Regions from separate parts of the Sus scrofa genome. Here region 2 is linked to region 1. The links are chromatin contacts, called in public HiChIP or PLAC-seq maps. All regions are on one chromosome and are shown on one strand. Each heading gives the region's core, a stretch centred on a gene start, on an enhancer-like site or on the middle of the called end of the contact. The rest is flanking DNA. Distances are from core to core; before and after follow the strand shown.

Region 1 (3,268 bases), core at 641-3,140:
CATCTTTATTTCCAGCTTTTTTAGCCCTCTTCTGAGCCATATATACACACAGTGTACTCTACTCAAGAAATACTTTCTAAATGAAGCAATTTGTGTATAGCTGATATTTAATTCATATACATATATTGATAGATAGCTTTTGTCTGAAGATTGCATCTTGAAAATTCTATATACCACTTCACATCTATTAGAAAGGATATAACAAACACAACAAAAACACCCGCCCAGAAAATAACAAGTGTTTGCAAGAATGTGGAGAAATTGAAACCCTCATATATTGCTGGTGAGAATGTACAATGGAGCAGCCCCTGTGGAAAAGTTTGTTGGTTCCTCAAAGAGCTAAGCATAGAATTACCCTATCACCCAGCAATGATATTCTGTGAAAGAAGTGAAAACAAGTATCCACACAGATATTTGTATGTCAATGATCACTGCAGCATTATTCATAATAGGTGAAAAATTAAAACAGCTCAAGTGTTCAGATATTTGTATGTCAATGCTCACTACAGCATTATTCATAATAGGTAAAAAATTAAAACAGCTCAATTATTCAGCAACAATTGAATGGATAAATGAAATGTATATAATACAATGGAATATTATTCAACCATAAAAAGGAATGACATTCTGATACATGCTACATCATGATGTGTTAAGTGAAATAAGCCAGGCGCAATAGGACAGATATTGGATGATTTCATTTATATTAAATATCTAGAATAGAAATATTCACAGAGCCAGAAAGTAGTTTAGAGGTTAACAGGGGCTGAAGGGATGTGGGAAGGGGGAGTTGTTGCCTTAATGAGTACAAAGTTTGTGTTTGGGGTGATGAAAAATTTATGAAAAAAGATAGTGGTAACCATTACATGATATCGTGAATGTAATTAATGCCACTGAATTGAACACCTAAAATGGTTAAAATTATATACTTTTAAATATTTATTTTACCACAATTTTAAAAGTTCATTGCTTTGGTCTTTCACATTTAAATGGTATTACATTTTATAGTTTACCAAATATTGACATAATATTTAATTCTCACAGTCCCATGAAGATGGCAGAATATTTACCATTTCCTCCATCCCCCTTGCTCCACAATAAACATTCAGTTTATTGATAATAAACTGGGTGCTTAGAGTGATTTTGTAGAAAGTTGCAGAGTTAATTCTCATACCAAGTGTCTTCAAGTGATGGTCTCTTAGGTATTCAAACCCTGAGGATTCTTCCAGGGTCAGCTGACCTTCTCAACCTCAGTTGTTGCCCTAGGCTTTTAGGCTCTGGTTATGACTGACCTCCGTACGGCCCCTAACTTTAAAGATCTGACCATCTGAATGGAGAATTGTTAAAAGAGGGTAATTTCAGTCAAAACATGCCTGGAAAGAGATTTAACTTAAACCTCCAGAAGATGCCCAAAAAGATGATGTACCCAAAATCCCCAAATAGAATGGATCTGAGGTTCCCCAAAGCTGCAGCAAAGATTGGGTGAACCTGGAATGTTTAAGACATACTGGGAATTGTTGATCAAGGTCTAATTCTTTTAGGTTCACTGAGAGCCCATGTCACCTCATTTGATCCTCACTACAGTGGAGGGAGATGCAGGAATAGGGATGTTTTCTCCTTTTTATAGTTGAGAGAAGGTTAAGTGCTTGCCCAAGGTCATTGAGTCAGAGAGGACTAGGAGCAAAATAGAACTCAGGTGTCCTGACTTCTAGGTTGAGCCCCTTTCCATTATGCTGCAGCTGCCTGCTTCCAAGAGACCCACATGCAATGCCTGAAAAATGCCATGCAGAAGACTGCTGTTACTATTCTAGGTTTAAGTTGGGGGAGGGATGCAGTGAGTACAGCTAGAGGTGGAGTGGGGGATGCCATCCTGCCATCATGGATAGGGAATCTTTTTTATGGCTTATGCCACTCCAACTGGCATAAACAAGGCATAGCTGAAGATTAAATGTCCCGAACATTATTAGCCCATTAGATTTCTTAATACCTTCTCCCAGGACTCTGTTCTCTTTACGCTCTCAATCAAATTTCTGTTTATCAAATTTCTAAAATGTTCATGAGAAGAGGTCCTCTTCCTTGTCACTCTTCAGGGAGCAAACACTCTCTTGTATGCTTTGGAAAGGAAAACAATTCCTTTTAGTTCAGAACTCAAGTTTCCAAGAAAAAGTCTTCTTTATCCCTAACTTGGGTGACTGATTTGTCCCAGACTATCTGGGACTTTCCCAGCTGAAAGTCCTGTGTCTGCCCTTTAACCCAGGACAAACTGGGGTAGTTGGTCATCCTACCATGGCCCTGATTTTCTGCATCAGTTCCCCCCACTCCCCAGCTGGAATCCATACCTCTTCCATTCTAATATTTAGGACTAATTTTTGCAAAGTTGATCCTGTGAGCACAGTTGTTAATAGCCAATAGGAGTCCCATGTGATAATTGGGGACAGAGGGAGAGGGGGCTTTCATGGATTGCCCAGCTCAGGCAAGATGATGTTGATGGGAAGGAGTTCCCTCTTCCTGCTTCTGAGGGTGATAAATCACACCCTGCAAAATGCTTTGTTCTCACGAGAAAGATATTCTATGGCTCTGTCTACCTCTAACCACAGCAGATGGATTGGTGAACTGGGCTTGATGGCCTTTCACTCTATGGGACAAGGAGAGTCCCTGTGAAGGTAGAGGACAGACTTTTTTAGGTCCTGGGCTTCCTGGTGGGAGACTTGAGGGACTCCTAGGAGTAGAAGAGAGTAGCTGTGGCTTGTTGGAGATGAGATGAGGAGATGTTGGTGCTACTGGCTCTTGCCAGCAGGAAATTAGGACTATCCATGGCCCCAGGGAAAATTTTTTTTAATGTTTTCAGAATAGAACATTCTAATCAAGCCAAGCAGGGAGCAATTACCTACATTGTCAATCAGTCTAGGTAGTAATTGGGAAGATTCAGCACGAATCAGTTTGTCCTTCATTTCTCTTGGCAAAGTAGGTCTGATGACTTTGGCTGGCTTTAGCCGGCTCACTGTGGCTGGCAGGTTGTCCCAGCAGATTAGATGAAGCGTTGGCGCTAGCAGAGAGGTTAAAGCACTTGCTCAGGTGCCCCCTTCCCACGTGTTCTTAATTTCTTAGGACGGAGTTCTCTGTGCAGGCTTAGATCTGGCCGCCTTTCCGACTTGTCACAGGGTATTTGTTGCTGCTGGATTTGTTTTAGGGCGTGACTATTTGACAGCTGGGGTCGGGGGAAGGGTGTGGGGAGGACCTCTAGTAGCATTTCGCTTGCCTTGCTGCC
Region 2 (3,295 bases), core at 728-3,227, 160 kb before region 1:
CCCCGGTGGTTTTCAGGAAACAGCCTTACTGCAGGCAGAGAGCTCCCAGAGCCAGCAGGTGGCGCTCTTTCTCCTGGAACAAATTGATGTCCTCAGCTCCAGACAAATATCTCTTGAGTCTGCAGGCAACCAAAGAGCCAGAGCAAAGTGGCTGGCTGGTCAGGAATGCCCCCTTAGGCTTAACTATCCCTCAGCTGTATGCACCCTGTAGGCTCCAGGTGGACTTGAGCTGCAGCACTGACCAAAAAGAATGGGCATACCCCTCTTTCTTGACCTTAGTACTAGCTGCTGCATTTATTTTCTGGTGGAACTTCAGTGCCACAAATATCTGAGCATTTAGATAGTGACAGGAAGGCGTCATGCCATTTCTGGGTGTGATAAGAATTCTTATCACTTATCATGTGGGCAGGTGAGGGGTCCGAATTGTCCTGTCATGTTGGGTGAGACAAGGAACATTTAAAAACTCAGTGAATCCACCCTCTCCCACCCCAAGATGAAACACTTAGCTGTAATCTAAGGGAGGCAGGACTCTGGGAAAATCCCTTACCTGGAGGAACCGGGCTCTGGGAAAATCCCTTACCTGGAGGAACCGGGCTCCACCCAGGAAATGCTAGTTTTTCAGAGAAGAAAAACCTGAACTTGGGTCTCCTTTGATGACGTATTAAACAGAAAAAAGCAAGCAAATAAACCAGAAAATAAAACAAAATAATCTCATAATAATATGAAAAGATCACTGGATTGGAATTCAGGAACCTGGTAAGGATGCTAACTGGCTGTGTGACTTTGGGAAGGTTTTGATCTTTGCTCCTCAGTCTCACTTTGATTAGCAGTAATAGTTAATTGCTAAGGTTTAAGAGAATGTATATGTGTGTGTGTGAGAGAGAGAGGCAGGCTTTCTTTCAGTCAAGGCAGGATAGACATATGCATTCTTGGGGACTGAGAACACCCCCTCACTTTGCTTTCCATTTTAATCACGAAAGCTTATAATGACCACAACCAGTGGAAAAAGCCATGCCTCCTTCACCCTTCTGGGAACCAAGGTCCTTCCTTCAGAAGCATAACTAACAAAACTCATATCTTCTGGCTTCTAGGGGACAACTTCAATAAACCAAGTTCCCATGAGGAGAGAGGGTGAGCTATTCTTTGCTAGTGGGGCATTGGAAATATTTGGCAGAGGTGAGAAGAGGGGAGACGTGGCAGAGAACAAGAGGGGTGCGGGTGGGGACTGCAATATTACACCCCTCCTTAATAGGCTTGGCAGTTCATCAGCCATCATCAGTCATCACATTTTTGGTTTTGGTTCTATCCACAGCATGTGGAAGTTCCTGGGCCAGGGAACACACCCTCATCACAGCAGTAATCAAAGCCTCAGCAGTGAAAAATGCTGATCCTTAACTCACTGAGCCACTAGGGAACTCTATAAATATTAATTACCTATTGAACACAGATTATGCATTGGAGGTGCATTGAAGTCCTACACAGTCTTTGCTCTCAAGTATCTCACTGACTTGCCAAAAGGAAATAGATTCTGTGTTCAGGTCAGACAAGCAAATGCAGGCCCTAAGGGGTTTTCAGAGGTGCCCAGCTCAAAGTGCTCCCTTTCCCTGCTTAAGGTTTGGCCAGGCAGTGTCAGTAGTGAAAAGTAAATTTTTCAGACTGAGGGATGCAAGCTTTCTGTTTGCTTTGCTCCTGGTATCCAGATGGTCACCAGGCTGCCCTGTTGAAAATTTTGTTTGGCAGGAACGTGCTCTGATTCCTTAATTCTAAGCTTTGGAGACCAGGCAGCTGAAATGAAGCAACTCTTGTGCACACTCAGCAGTATCAGGCTGTGAATGTTTCAAGCTGTCATGAGGCAGGCACCCCAGACAGCGACAGGGCCCTGGGTGGGATGCTGCCGAGTTTGTGGGGGCTTGGCCGTGGCCACTGCAGGACATGCTGAGCACAGCCGCCGAGGCCAAGCTTGAGCAGCCGGCTGCGGGGTGAGCTGCTGACTCATTGCTGCAGCCATGTTGCCTTTAGCAACTGGAACAGCTCCGGGGAATTCGTTCTTATTTTAAAGGAAAATGTGATGTAACTCTGGAGACAGCAGAGGGGAGTAGCAGATGATGTTCCAAAATCTGATTCTAAACAGCAGCTGTAACAAAGCATTTCCATCAGAATTCTTAGGCAGAACTGTTTTCTATCAGCCTTGGAAGGATGTGGTCACTTTGGGGCAGTTATCCAATCAGTCAACATGTATGTTTCAAATATTTGTTGTGTGCCCAACCCCTGTAACCCCTGTTGAGTGCTTAGGTAATGAAGAAGTGAAAGATGGTCCTTGCCCACTTGGGGATTGTTGTATAGCTGACACTAGGAGAGATTTCCTCTGTGCCAGCACTGTATTCTAGGTGCACTAGCTTATGCAATCTCATGGCAATCCTGTAAAATAGCTGTATTATTTTACCTATTCTACTGTAAGTTGGGGAGCCAGGATTTTAACCCACGTCAGTTCAGAGTCAGAGCTCTTACTACCATGTTATTTGGGACACAGAACCAATAAAAGGGTAAATGACTACCAGAGAATAATATAGGATTGATATGTCATTGCGTGATAAATCATATTTATAATATAAGCATTTATGATGAGTCCAAAATAAATCCCTATCAATCTACAGTGGTAGGTCATATGAAGGGTACAGATATGCTTACATTTAAGCAAATATGGAACCTGTGGAGGAACTTTTTTTGGGAAGGCTGAGGTCCAGATGTCCTGATGAGAAATGGGCAGGTCAGGAAGTGGGAGCGGTCAGTAATGTAACAGGAGGAGCATCAGGTGACCTGTGGCTCTCAGGCCATGATGTGCTTAGGATGGCCCTAGCTGTTGGGGAAAACACAGAAAGATGATTAAGCATATTTTTGCCCTTTGGGAATTTAGTCTAGTTGGATTTATATGACCAATTAATCAATTTATGAGCTATTAGCAAAATAGGAGGGGAAACAGAGGAAATTTAAGAGAGGAAGAGGGACCACCACTGTCCCGTTCAGTCCTTAGTGGATCACAGTTGCATTAAGGAGGAGTCTGAGGGCTATTTTGTCAGGTGATATTGACAAATACTCAAAAGCTCTTTTATTTTCTTGTAGAGGTGTTGGCCGTACATGTGGTGTGGGGCTGATCAGAACCACTTGAGTCCCTCCGTTTCCATGCCTGCAGCATAGAGAAGCTCTTGGGCCAGATATCAAACCTGAAGCACAGCAGTGACCCGAGCCGCAGCAATGACAATGATGGATCCTTATCACCTGCTGGGCCCTGAGGGAA

What was found. HiChIP or PLAC-seq counts read pairs in DNA pulled down with a chosen protein or histone mark.
Region 2: a contact with region 1 is called in an H3K27ac HiChIP or PLAC-seq map of skeletal muscle. The contact joins the enhancer-like site here to the promoter of LOC106510102 in region 1. A contact is called at or near these places in 18 of 47 Hi-C or Micro-C datasets (alveolar macrophages, blood, brain and 11 more) and 1 of 2 datasets of contacts at active chromatin or transcription factors (skeletal muscle).

What each region holds. Positions count from the first base shown.
Region 1 is chr4:82,386,003-82,389,270 of Sscrofa11.1, reverse strand. LOC106510102 reads left to right here and starts at 1,890. Exons shown (of 9, transcript XR_002343354.1): 1 at 1,890-3,268.
Region 2 is chr4:82,546,098-82,549,392 of Sscrofa11.1, reverse strand. The region is part of intron 4 of LOC106510109 (a long non-coding RNA gene); the gene reads left to right. Among named protein-coding and RNA genes, the nearest start is that of XCL1, 110 kb to the right of the region's middle. Within about 2 kb of position 1,977, at least 37 of the 83 cell types and tissues checked have an H3K27ac peak or open chromatin away from gene starts, as enhancers often do. A contact at or near this core is called in brain, fetal skeletal muscle, retroperitoneal adipose tissue and 2 more, where this site is marked.